2 separate regions of the Sus scrofa genome follow, and region 1 is linked to region 2. The links are chromatin contacts, called in public HiChIP or PLAC-seq maps. All regions are on one chromosome and are shown on one strand. The core of a region is the stretch at or near the end of the contact, and the rest is flanking DNA. Distances in the headings are between cores, read along the strand shown.

Evidence for each region. HiChIP or PLAC-seq counts read pairs in DNA pulled down with a chosen protein or histone mark.
Region 1: an H3K27ac HiChIP or PLAC-seq map of skeletal muscle shows a contact between it and region 2. The contact joins two enhancer-like sites. A contact is called at or near these places in 1 of 47 Hi-C or Micro-C datasets (heart right ventricle) and 1 of 2 datasets of contacts at active chromatin or transcription factors (skeletal muscle).

What each region holds. Positions count from the first base shown.
Region 1 is chr13:46,396,089-46,403,480 of Sscrofa11.1, reverse strand. All of the region lies in intron 3 of LOC106505633 (a long non-coding RNA gene), which reads right to left. Among named protein-coding and RNA genes, the nearest start is that of ADAMTS9, 190 kb to the right of the region's middle. Within about 2 kb of position 4,085, at least 9 of the 83 cell types and tissues checked have an H3K27ac peak or open chromatin away from gene starts, as enhancers often do. A contact at or near this core is called in skeletal muscle, where this site is marked.
Region 2 is chr13:46,244,336-46,250,920 of Sscrofa11.1, reverse strand. The region is part of intron 1 of LOC106505633 (a long non-coding RNA gene); the gene reads right to left. Among named protein-coding and RNA genes, the nearest start is that of ADAMTS9, 38 kb to the right of the region's middle. Within about 2 kb of position 3,995, at least 8 of the 83 cell types and tissues checked have an H3K27ac peak or open chromatin away from gene starts, as enhancers often do. A contact at or near this core is called in skeletal muscle, where this site is marked.

The DNA of each region.
Region 1 (7,392 bases), core at 2,836-5,335, 150 kb before region 2:
TTTTGAAAGTGTTCCCGATAATTTGGTTGCCTAATTTCGGAGTTTGGGGGCATTTTTCTCATTACCTTTGCCCCGTCCATACTCCCCTCCATCAACCTTCATTTTCCTTCCTTTGCTGTAACGAGCAGGAAGGGACCAATATGTTTGTTGCCCGTTGATGGTCTGCGTCCAGCTCTCAGATGAGACTGACGGTTGGAGGACGCAGTCCCCGGGCACAGAGTCAAGAGGGACGGCCCTACATGCCTACATGCAGCTGTGGTCTGAGAGGGCTGACGTGTTCTCCTGCAGAGCTGACGAGTAAATGTCACGAGAAAGCCCTTGAAAATGGTTCTCATCCCCTTTCTCCATCGCAGACATTCCAGAATGAACTGTTCTTACATGTTGAACTTAAATGTTACCAATGGTTGGGAAAGGATTCTGGTTAGGAGATTCCCATGTAAATAGGTTGCTAGGACTTTATTATCAGTGAAGTTCCCAAAGCTATGCTCTCATCAAAGAAATAGGCTTGTGTAAGCTTAAAAACAAGGAAATATGTTATCTTTACAATAAGATGGTGCAAGAGTGTTTTTGTTGATTTTACTTTGCAAGATCTATTTATAAGATGATTAAGATTTTGAGAGAGAGACAAACCGACCCACTCTCTTGATCCCTGATATACTTTACTTAGAAGGGGAGATATAAGTAGAGAAATTTCCCTTCTATGTGTTTCTGGCTGTCTCAAGCTAGTTTCACCTTTCTTAAATTAACAGCCCCTCATTGCTAACTCCTAAAGTCTTCAACAGTTCATAGATGGAGTGAATGCCTTCTTCAATGTCTCCTTTTTGATGCCTCTTCAGCATCAGGATCTAATAAGCAGTAATGTCTGGTTTGCTCTGTACTGAAGCTTGTCTGCTGCTGGCTTGGTGTGCTGCCCTGGATTTGCTAGTAATCTCTCTGAGGGGATTCAAGGCTCACGGATTCAGATTGAAATCACTTCACCAGCTCTGGCAACCTCTGCAACTGTATGATTTATTTAATCTCCCATTTTTCAATTTATTCCTCAAATAACTGAAGCCTTTACTGGAAGGTCAAGTAAACTTTGCTATAAATCACTAGAGGCTCCAGAAAAGGAAAGTTTCAAAGGGAATCCCGGTGGTTCTCAGAGAGTCTTAAAATTCTACCCTTTTAATTTTTTTAAGCCCCTTGTAGTTAAAGAGGCTTACAGAAACACATATAACTTATATAAACCAGAATATCCACTGATTTCTTAAGCTAACGGGAGGCTAACTAGAAATGGTTTCATTGTCTCACTGCTGTTGTTCAAAAGCTTTCTGAAAGGGTAAGTTCACCCTCTTGCTTTTTCAGTTACAGTAAACATGATGCATCTCACCATTATTTGGGGATATCATAAATTTGAGTTGAATACTCTAGTACTTTGAATATATCCCCTTGAGTACATTGAGGGAATCTTTTGAAATCAACTTTGTGTCATCATCTCGTTTTCTCTTGCTCTCCAGCTAAGGTTGACTGAGTGTTTACCATAAGCCAGGCACTGTGCTAAGTGCTTTAAGCGAAGGATCTCTTTTAATGCTCTCAGCACGGAGTTAGTAGTGGTCTTCTTCTTAGTAAAGAGGAAGGAACTCAAATTCAGAAAAGTCAGTGACACACTCAAGGTTACTCAGCTAGTAAGTATGGAAACTGTGGCTCAAATCTAGATGTGTTTAACTGCACAAACTCACTCACAGCTCACAAAAGTCTTGACGTCCATTCCCAGCTCTGACTGTCACAGACTACTAGTTGTTTGACCTCTCTAGGCACTTATGTCCTTAGTGGGAAAATGAGGATAATATCTCCTTTCCAAGGTTAAGGTACTGAGACTTGGAAGAAGTGCTGAATACATATAATGTGTTATTTCAATAGGATCATTAGTGAATAACTCCTCTAATGAACCTGGATTTCAATTAATCGATATGTCCTTAGATTATAGGTAGGAAATCTCACAGTTTACCTTAGAGAAGAAATTGGTCTCAGACCTCTCAGCTTTGGACTTGATCCACTGTGGTATAGTTACTGAATTACCACAAAGAGTTCAATTAAGAGTCTGGCTGAGGAAATGGCCAACTCACAGCCTCTACTACTGGCCTCAGTTTCAGCTTTATTAATCATTTCACAAAGTGTGCAAATGTGCAGTAATCTAAGGAAATTCTCTCATTAATCTTTGAGATTGCTTGTTATATTTTTGGTTCTTATCTGTTTCCGAGGGCCATGGGGAAAAATTGTTAGGACTTCGAAGGGGCTCCCAGTAATCTTTTTGCCTTATATCAAGTTTTGGGTAATTTTTATGAATACCTTTGCCTCTCCTACATTTTTATTTCTACCCCAACTGTTGGGAAAGTCTTCCTATTTTTAAAGGGACATTTTTATGATTTGGGACTCTTTTCTGACAGAAAAAAAAAGAAAAATGGACTTAATGGAGATCAATTCTGTATTAGTCTTGTGTTCTTTGGAAGCTAAATGCAATGTGCTTCTGAGCAGAGAGATGCCATTAAGAAATAATCTTGCCCTCTAAAAGGGACCTTGCTAGGGCGATAGGTTTTTTTAATTTGTGTGTTTATTTTTTGAGAGGCATTAAAAAGTGAATATTTCAAGGAATTATTCTGCATGATACTATTATTTAACTCTACATGTTTTATTCTATTTAAAAAAAAAAATTCTTTCCTAGTCCAAACAGTGGCTTCTTTAAGGAAAAATGCAGAGAAAATGATTAAGTCACTTGGAGCTGAACTTCCAGGCAGCTTTGCTGAATATTCATGATGTTTAATTTTTAAATCTCTCTGAAATGGAATTCCACAGAGACAACAGGCTTCATCATCTAAGAGGCAAATCAGTCAAACATAGCCACAGACATTATCAGAGAATACAATCCTACCGCATGCGTTCCCCTGTGAGCCACTTTTTGAAGTTAAGATGATAAAGTCTGCCCTATCAAATAACTCACCGTTGGCTAGAGCATACTGGAAATTGCTACCTATATCAACATTTGCAGAAATATAAAAAAGAGATGCCTGGGACTGGTTAGGTTGAGGGGAACCACTGCAAGCCAAGTCATACTCTTTATTCTCTCAATATTTCACTCTTTTTGCTTCTTTTCTTTAAAGTACTTTTCAGTCAGTGAAGCAAAAAGCTTAACCAAGTCACTACCCTGGCTAACACTCTAAAGGCAAGAGGAAACACTCTGTTTGGTTCTGATTTTCAAATACCTGACCTTAGTGTCTGAGACATTCTAGCAATAAACAAAGAGAAACAATGATTGAAAAACAAAACAAAACCCAGAAACATTTAGCTTGGATTCCACATCAGGGAGAGGTTAAATAAAACGCATGGTCAAAGAAGTCTGTATGTAGTAAATCCTACTTGTCACCATTATAAACTTGGTATAAAAAAATCCCACCCTCCTGTTTAGGACACAGTGGCAGAATCAAGGCAAGATAAACAAAAGTGCCCATCTGCTTTCTTTTAAAAAGATATTCAACTTTCCATATTACATACTGTCTGTTTAGAATGTAACTAACACAGGTCTCTTCTGGAAAAGAAATCCAGGAGAGAAAAGGTAAGTCCTTTAAAATGATAACACAATGTGTAAGAAGATAAACTATTGGAAATCTGATTAAGTTGACTTTTTTTTTTTTTTTTTTTTTTCTTTTCTGAAAGAGAAAGAATATCTTCATTTTTCTTAGGGACTTTAAAACCAAGATCTACTTCTAATCACGTTTCTTACTGATACTGTTTCAGAAGAGAGGAGAGAAAAGATTGCTTTTATCCTGATAGAACTTTCCTTTTAATTTGATTAAGGCAGAAAAGAATTTACACCAAACATCTCCTTGGCCCATACAATGCTGGTGAATGGAGCAGGGGAGCTTAAGGATTTCTTGAGGTATTTCTCCTCCATTTAGCTCTGAGTCCTCTTCAGAACGCTTTGTACTGTGGGGAAACAATATAAATAAATCATGTAATAAGATGACCTTTCCCAAATCACGTTTTGGCAAGAAGATGTTTTTTACAGCTGTCCTGGGCTAGAACTGCAGATGCCAACAACAGTGGAACTTTTACAAGCCCTACTAGAAGTTTGACATCCAGTTGAATTCAGTTCTGGGGAAGCTAAATTCAGCATGCTTCCTTTTCACATTTTTGGCAGACAGAAAGTTTATACTGCCAATGAACCAGGGTGTATACAAGTAACATCCTTATCTTCCACCTTAGAGTTTGCTTCGGGAGAAGAGAAAGTTGTCCAGGGAGAAAGACCTTGAGAAGGAATACCGAGAGGGATTATTTCTTCATTGCTGTTATTTGTCTATTTGTTTCGTAAGGATAGTTGCTTGTGTTGTCCTGGGAATTGCTGACTGCCATGACCCGTAAATAAGGAAATGGCCTGAAAACTAGTCTGTGTGTCCTCTCTTTTGGCTGTGCTTCTGCTCAGAAATGAGACAGTTCCATGTAGATCAGGAGACAAGATGTAGCTACTCAGGGCTTCCTTTGCTCCAGGTGACAGTATTTTGTGGACTCTGTGTTTGTCAGCACAGTTTAATCCACATGTCAAACCACATTTCTAGCTGTTTCCAGAATATGCCATGTCCAAGTTGATCACCAGAGAGGTCAAAATTCAGAGAAACATATAAAAACCAAGAGAGAATAGAGGTTGTGACAGACGACAGAGGGAATCTCTAGAGCCCTGCCACTCATTTCTTTTAACTCTTCATTTTCTACTTTAATTTTATTGGGCTGTAGTCTGGCACTGGGAGCAGAAGAAAAGTAGAAGATTCTCTGAAGGCTTTTCTCTCAAAGCAGTTCTAGAATATTCCCGTTGCTTTGCTCTCCTAGACCCATTAAGTTCTTTTGGAAGGAGGTGGGAGGAGAAAGTTGTGATTTAAAAAAAATACAAACAAGTCACATTAGCATCTCTTCTCTTTTCTTTTTCTTTCTTTTTTTTTCAAACTTTTTAAAATTTTAAATCAGCCTTCTCTTTTCTTGAAGTGATCCATCTAGGAATGCTGGGTCAGAAACCAGGAGTGCTCTCCTCCATTTCTCTTCACTGTTCCCCCTGCCTTCTTCCTCAGTTCTTCTTCCAACTCCATTTACCCTCCAAATTCTTCTGTTGTTCCCAATGTTTATCATTTTTTCCCATCTCCTTCTTTAAAAAATTTAATATGTATTTTATATGGGAGTATAGTTGATTTACAATGTTGTATTACTTTCAGGAGTACAGTAAAGTGAATTAGTTATACATATCCATGAATCCATTCTTTTTTTAGATCCTTTCCCCATATAGGTTATTACAGAATATTGTGTAGAGTTCCCTGTGCTTACAGTAGGTCCTTGTTGATTATCTATTTTATATAAAATTGTGTATATGTTAATCCCAAACTCATCATTTATCCCTCCCTCCAGTGTTTCCTCTTTGGTAACCATAAGCTTGTTTTCAACATCTATGAGTCTATTTCTGCTTTGTAAAAAAGTCCATTTGTATCTTTTTTTTTTAAATTCCACATATGTGATATCATATGATATTTATCTTCCATCTCCTGATTATCCTAATTCTTCTCTTTCTCCTCCATCCATCTCTCTCTCCTTTTACCCCTCAGCCTCAGCCTACATATCTAGCTAACTCATACTGTAGCAGAGAAGTCAAATCTAGATTTTTTTCTCAGAATCCCAGAGTAGACTCTGAAGAACCAGGCAAATGTGAAACAAGGTCCCATCCATCTTTTTATAATTGCCTCTGTGCATTTTCTCTTGTTTTCTTGGGCCAGTTCCACTATTGCTGCAAACCCTATGGGAAACATATGGAACAGATGAAGCAGGTTCTTAAAGACTGCAAGTTGACCACATTTATTAGGGAGAAACCTCTCCTTAGAACCAGAAAAATAACTTTGTTTTTGTTTTGTAAGCCAACTCATTATAAATAGACACCTCTCCTTTTGTTTTCACTTTCGAAGTCAGTTAATTATACTTGGATTTAACTAATGGCACAAAATAGGAAAAATGGAAGAAAAAAAAAAGATGGGAAAAAAATCCAGGAGAATTCTTTAAAGTGCCATAAGATAGATAAAAACATTTTGTTAATAAGGAAGTTGTTTCTCATTAAGGAAGACTGATCTGCTCATTAAACTCTAAGTGGAACTATATAAATTTGCCAACATTCAACAATTTCTGACCTATGAAAATGGGACTTTTGTGTGGTTCACTGTAATAAGAAAGATTGTGATTTTTGGCTTGATATGTCTTCAGAGTCTTTCAAGTCCTAGAGGACCTACAAAACTTGAACCTTGGTTTCTATACTGAATCCATTAAGACTCTTTAGAAGTGGAGTCTTTCTTGCTTAAATTGTAATGATGGTGATGCTCAGTTCACCTGAAGGAGACAGTTGTAAGTTAACAACTTAACTTTGATTGGTTTCCCCGAATAGCTGAAATCCAGCAGGAGAATCACCAACTTAACCCAAAAATATACAACTTGAACAGTGGTACTTCCAGACCTTCTTGTGAAAATGGAGATGGTATTTCATGGGATCATATAATGTCAGAGCTGAAGTCAACCTTAAATATTATTTTATACAAACTCTTCATATTACAAGGGAGAAAACGGGTCTAGATCCATAGCCTCAGGACTAGATTCTCATATGGTGGCTGATATGCCGGGTTTCTTGCACTGCCTTCTCTTTTACTGGATTCCACACCCTCCTGCCTAGCTTCCCATCCTTTTCTCTTCTTCATCTCACAGACTTTGCCTCCATCCAATGGTGGAATGGGAGGAAGGGGGAAGGAGAGAGAAAATGGATCCAATCTTTTCTCACCCTGTTTTCAACAGTTTCCATTTCTGGATGGTTAACCAACTTACCTTTCCTGCCAACCCCAAGTCTCCCATAAACATTACAGAACATGTTTAAAATGAATTTGTACATAGCCTTTCTCCAAAACCAGAAAGGAACTCAGTGGGTCATAAACTGTGAAGAATCCCTGGAAGGTAGACAATAAGTAAAATCAGATCGAAGAGTGAGTAACACCCAAGTCCAGTGTGTGTGTGGGAAAACTCATTCATACTCTACCAGTTTCCAAACTTCATCTCCTCCTCCCCTAGTTGAATCTATATCCCTACACCCCTCCCTGAAGCCTTCCTTAAGAACCCTTTATCGCTGCCTGTCCTTCATCAAGTTTTTCTCAACCCTTTTCCTCATTATCACCCTCCTGAAGGAGCTTTTGAAGGAATTCCAGCCCTAATCATTACCTATAAAATTTTAATACTACAGATATACCATGTATCTGGTATGTACTATGTGTACATCTTTGCTTTATATGTAAAAGGAGTAACAGCTCTTTGCCCCTCAAGGACCAATTTTTGCCCCCTTGGGGGTGGTAT
Region 2 (6,585 bases), core at 2,746-5,245:
CCCTGAATGGTGACACCATTTCCTAACTGAGGCCTTGGGGAGAGTGAGTATTTCCATCTCTTTCTGCCAGTCTCTGCTCTCAGTGTTCTAACATCCAAACAAACATGCACATTCCAGAAAGGTTACCAGTTCATGCCATGGAACTGGCCATCATGTGTTTCTACTCAACCCCGATTCTCTCCCCAAGGGTAGACATAAGACATTTTGAAAATCTGAGAACATTCAAAATAAGCTATCAGTTTAGAAGTAAGGGCTTCTTGTGCTAGGCACATAAATAAAAATCCATACTAACCTCAAACACATTTATAAGATCTTTGTAAAGAGTTTGCCTTTTCTCTATAAATGTCCAAAAAGATTAATTAAGGATAGGATGACTCATCCATCTTGATTGATTAAATGTATCTTTAAGGGTCAGACTGGAAACAATGTCTAGATTCATTAACATACAATTTGCCCACAGTGATTAGTCTATTTATTTTACTTGCTGACAATATTTCTCGAATTAAGTCATTGTTAATCTCCATCTGGAGGAAGAGACAGGACCACCTACTCCCCATCCAAGAAGCCATCTCCTCTCACCTCTCAGACTAGCCTTCTCTCTCCAAATCTGCAGGGTCCTTTAAAGGTTGGGAAGAACCAAGTTAGCACAGAGTACAGGGGGTGCTCCTAAAAGTTGTGCCCCAAATTCAGCCCACTGCTTCCCTCAGTAGCCCTCTGAACAATGTCTCTACCTCTTGGATTTTCTTTTCCTTTATTAATACCTTTTGCATCAGGACACACTGGTTAAAAATCTTTGGGGAGTAATGTACTCTTTCCAAAAACAGAGCACTCATTATATGCTGATATCTAGGCCTAAAGAGTAATAGCTAACGATGGGTGGTAACCATATGTAGCTGTATATCATGTTTGCATTGGGCTCTTTTATCTCCATATTCACAAGACATTTGCAGCAACAAGTTAGGGTATAAATATTCATTATTTGCAGTTCATAGATAAGTGGAACTGGGACTCAGAGAAATAGAAGTCTTTGGCTCTGTTCACCCAGCCAGAAGGGACCAAAGTAGGCTTCACAGCCCTGAACATTTGACGACAAGCCTGTGCTCTTAGCTCTTGGCCATGTTGCGTCACAAACGTCATGCTGCATGTGTCAGTTCTGCTTCTCCAAAGTAGGAATCCTGAGCCCCTGCAGGTACAGTTAAAGACTGACAATAAGCTTTGTCCCCTGAGTTGCATCACCATCCAGGTCTCTGGGAGCAAGTCAAGCTCACAGTGTCTCCCAGACACATTTGTTGATAGAACCAAATTATGTTGGTAATTTTCCTTTGGCTGTTCCTTGGCTATGGTGGCCAATTCTCTGGCACTTATCTAAGCCATGTTTATTAATATAACTGCTAGGATGTATTTAAAGAGCCAATCATACTTCTAGCCTGACTACATGTTCTAAAAAGAGTCTGCCAACACAACCCTAAAGAAAACAAAGCACTCTGAGTGGAAAGTCAAAGGCATCAGCATCCAGTCTTCCACACCAAAGTGGTTCAAGATAGGGTTTGGTGGGAATACCACACCACCACTGTTCTTAAGCAGTTAGTTAAGCTCTCTGAGCCTCTGGGTTGTTTTTTTGTTTGTTTGTTTTGTTTTGTTTTGTTTAATCTGCAGAAGGGGTTTATTAAACTATAAGGTGGTTGAAAATATTACATGAAGTAATGAGGGCAGAGCAAGATGCATGGTAACTGTCAAATAATAAATGCTCAATGAGAACACAGTTACTGATCCCTGACTTACATACTGTATAACATAAATAATAATGATCATAACTGGACATCTATTTAAGATTATCTAGGAACCAGCCACTGTAATGAGTACTTTATATAATTCCATGCTTACAACAGTTCTGTGAGGGCTGCTGCATTCCCATTTTATAGCTGGGAATGCTGAGGTCCTGGGAGGAACATTTATTTGAAAAAGCTGGAGGGTGGACTTTTGGCAAAGATGAACATCTAAACTCTTCTCCTCCTTGAAGGCACACCCTTTGCAATCTGATGTTGCAGAGCCTTCCGTCAGGAGCTGAAGTCTCTCTTGCTAATGTTGGACTTGGGCTGGGCTGGGGACTCACTTTGAGATGTAAAAAGCAACAGAACGGACGTGGTGTAACTTCTGAGCCTAGGTCTCAGGAGGCCTGGTAGTTTCTGCCTTAACACTCTCAAAATGTAAAGCCCTATGTGGTGAAGTTTGGTCTAGCTCAGGGATTGGCAGAGTATGACACATGGGCCAAACTCATCTTGCCACCTGTTTTTGTAGATAAAATATTGAAACCCAGCCATGCCCACTTGTCTCTGTACTGTCCGTGACTACCATCACATTCCAAGCAGCAGAGTTTAGTAGGTGCATCAGAGACTGAATACCCTGAAAAAGCAAAATGTTGACTATCTGGCCCTTGCCCCCTGCCACCCACCCCAAACAAGCTGCTCCCTAGTTAGACTAGCAAATGAGTCCATCTACTCAAGTGATCACAGGTGCAACCAGCAGAAGAATAGTCCAGCTGAACTCAGCCCAAATTGCAGACCCATAGGCTTGTGAACAAATATGATGGTTGGTGTTTTAGGCCACTAAATTTGGGGTGGTTTATTCTGTAGGAAGAGTTAGCCGAGAGGGGCAGGTGTCACCCTGCCCCTCAAGGTATGTAGCACAGTGTTGGTTCCCAGCTCTTATTTTGGTGGAGCTCACCACATCCGTGCAGGATCACTGGCTTCCAACTATCAGTATCTGGATCTCTCTGTCTGGGGGCTTTCTCCAAAGCCTTGCAAGGGCTCTGTTCAAGCTTAGAAATGAACACTCCATCTGCGCTCCACCCACCCTTCTTCAATGATCAATAGAAGATGGTGTAAAAATACACTGTCATTCCCACCCTCTGGAAGAGATGACTCTGAGGCATGCGCTCTACACTGTTTTCTCAAGTTTCCCTCTAGGGTAACCCTCTGGTTTCCCACTGGCCTGACAGCACCGCCTTTATCAGCAGCCAACCCTTCTGTGTCTGTTTCTCCCATGCCTCTGCTGGTATTTCCTGAACATCTCAAATAAACTACTTTCACTCAAATCCTGTCACAGATTCTGCTTCAAGTCAAAGCACAAACCAAGATGATACCGTGTAACCTTAGACATGTTTATCTCCCTGAACCTTAGTTTCCTTATCTTTAAAATGGGAATAATAGGAGCAATTAAGGAGGTGATCATGAGGACTTATTTGAGAGAGTATTTGGAAGGCAACCAACTCTGCTCCTAGGGGTGACAGCACACTTTAACCAGCCCCACCTCCTCTCAGCATGGGCTCTGGTGATTGGCCAAGTGCACACACTGAGCTCTGCTGATTGGCCAAGGCCCCTCTAATGAGCCAGGCTGCTAGTGAAACACCAGCAGAAAACCAGTGTAGAGAGGTGAGGATGCCCGAGGTCAGCTCGGGTGTGCAGGGGCTTATTCTGGCTTCCAGTCACGTCCACGTTCAGAAGTCTGAGTCCTGAGCCACAGATCTCCATCTGAAGGACACTGTGGCTCCTGACTTCTGAGTTGGCCTGCTGGGCTGGAGCCTGCTGCGTGCCTGACCCCAGGAACCTGTCCCCGACAGGAAGGAAAGATGCAGTCAAGGAAGTGTGGCAGACCCGACTGCAGACAATTAGAAAAACATCACCGTGCCTCACAGTGGAAGGTAAGCATGACTTCAGCGGTGGCCTTAAAAAGAAATAGAGTGGGAGAGGATGTTTTTCTTTTCTCCTTGGAGAGAGCGGTCCTTCCACCCCAAACCCTCCAATTCTTATAACGGTCTATAAATACACACCCAAACCTGGAGAAGAGGTTACAAGCACCCTTGTGACTCACAGACTACAAAACACCTTCCATTTGTCCCATCTGTTCTCTTTGAAAGGCTGACTCCTCAATATTCCTCCATCAGGAGCTGCCTCGGGACGTGCAGGTATGTTCAGGGAAATACTAGACTGAAGACCTGGTGGGAAGGCTCAGCTTGTCCCCACAGGCGTAGGAAAGGGCCTCAGCAGAGAGGAGGTGAGGCCATGAGGTAAGGAGAGCAGAGTCCTGGATCACCGCCAGGCCGGGAATAATGGCCCGGCTATAATTACCCTGCAGGACCCTGCATGGAAGTGGCTATTTTAGAACCTGAAAACATCTCAACAGGCACCTCGGAGTCACATTTGGGAAAGCCCCTTCTTAGCACTGTTGTCTTCTTGTCATGCAATAGGATGTCAGTGTCGGGGACATTTCCTACCAGAAAAACCATCAGGGGGACCATGAAGCACTTGCAGAAGCTTTAAAAAGGGGCCCCATGATCTACAAGCCTTGACTCTGGCAGAAAAATGCTATCTCTTTTTATTTTCCTTTCAGAAGATAATATTTTTGCTTAATTGTTTTTCAGATCACCACAATCTAGAGGGTTTCTGGCCAGGTGCTTTCTGATCACGGAGCATAAAGCTTGCAGTGCATCTCTGCACAACACACCCATTGCACTCAAGGCCTTGTAATTATTAGATGCTCCAGGATAGCTGTGACAGAAAATAGCATATGCATGGGATGGAACCAGAGGCCTCCTGGGAGCTCTAGAACTTTAAGTGATCCAGCCTCTCACAGCCTCTGTGTCCTTATCTGTTACTTCCACGGGGAGCTTCCTTCCTCCCATCCTAGGATGTATAGACATGAAAGAGGAAGAAAGGTACAAAAACAACAATAAGCAAAATCCTAGCACCTAATACATGCTTAAGGAAATGTGAGTTCTTATGGAAGCATCTCTTGAGGTTTTTCAACTTGTAAGGAAAAGAAACTAGAAAAATAAACAAGAATGGAAAAACTAAACCTAGACCACCAGTGGAACACAGACTCTGGAATTAGGCTACCTGGGTTCAAGTACTAGCTTTGCTCCCTCCTCAGAGTGTCACCATGGCAGTGTACTTCATCTTTCCCTGCCTTGGTTTTTCCAACTGTAATACAGTACAACACACTACCTTAGTGAAAAACTCTAGGATTAAAGGAGACAACACAAACAGGGCATAAAATTTGGCTTGCGGAAGCCCCCAGTAGAGGATAGTTGCTTCCATTTGTATCGTAATAATTATTTTAAAAATTATTATCAGAGACCAGTGTTTCTTTAAGCCTAGGAACACAGGCTGTCGGTCATGATGCATCATACCTGTGTGCATTTAGAAGGACACAAGGCACTTGGTGGAAATGAAGCATTTTATTTCAAAAATGCTCTTTCATTTCATCAAACTACAATCTGGAGAGGTGAGCCAAGTGGAATTATGCCCATTCGCAGATGGAGAAGCATCTCTAAGTAACTCCAGAACCGCAGAACAATTTCCACTTTGACTAACTGCATTAGAGCTCTGCTCCATTCACGATTGGAATTTGATTTGTGTGGCTAGAAAATGAAGCATGTTTAAAACTCTGGGGAAAAAAAAACCCTCAATGCCCATAAGTAGAAATCAATGCTAGGTAATAATCTAAGAAATACCAGTTTCAAAAACAGAAATAACTAGCACAAAGACACGCACAGCATACCTGAAAACCAGAAAACCCGCTAGTTACAGATCTGCTTTGCACAATTAAACAACACTGGCTGTAAAGTCTTATAATTTCATACATCTGATGTACATAGCTTTAAAATATATCTGGCTGTAGAATTTAAGCTTGCTTAATTGTACATATTATTATAACCCTTATCAAACTATGCTTGGATTTAGTTTAAAAACAATTCCAAAATGACTATATCATGCAAGTTCTCCAAATTACAGAGTGTTCTTCATTCCCCATGTGCTGTTTCTTTTTGCATTTCCTTCAAGGCATATACATATAGTCACAAATTTTGGGAGAGAGCTAATCACGTTTCATTCACATACGGTGTCATGAACTTCATGATACTTTCAGTTTTCAGAAGGAAGAACCAAAAAAGGATTGAGTCAGGTTTGTAACTTGACTCTGCACAGACAAGATAAATTTCTAGTGGAAAAAAAACCCCAAAACAATCAACACCAACTCCCCCCCCTCCAAAAAAAAGGCTCTTAATCATCTTGAGCAGCTTCCAGAGTGGAAGAGCATTATCTCTAGATTGGGTTCAGTCATCTCTGTTCTGTAAGCCTCACTTTCTTCACTGTAAAATGACCCACAAGAACCTAATTCTGTTCCTGCCTATCTCTCATGCTGTAGCTCTCACCATTCTTTCCCTCACTCACTCATTCTCTGCACAAGAGCACCGTAGGTCTCCTGGAACCCTCAGCATATTCCTACCTCAGGGCTTTTGCACACACTATCTTCTTTGCCCAGATATAGCTCTTCCTTCAGGTAGCTGTAGGCCCCCTCTTTCAAGTTTCCACTCACCTGAGTAGAGGAGGAAAACTTCCTTTCCCAAACAGCACTGGCCCCCAATACATTCTTACCATTTTTCTTTATAGCATTTATCTCTGCCTGACATGATTTGTTTTCTTGTTTATTTTCCCCGCCCCTCACCAGAAGTAAAGAACCATGAGCACCAGAACTTTGTTTTCTTTCTATTTTCCAACTCTTCAAAGAGGGTCAGCAAATAAGTAG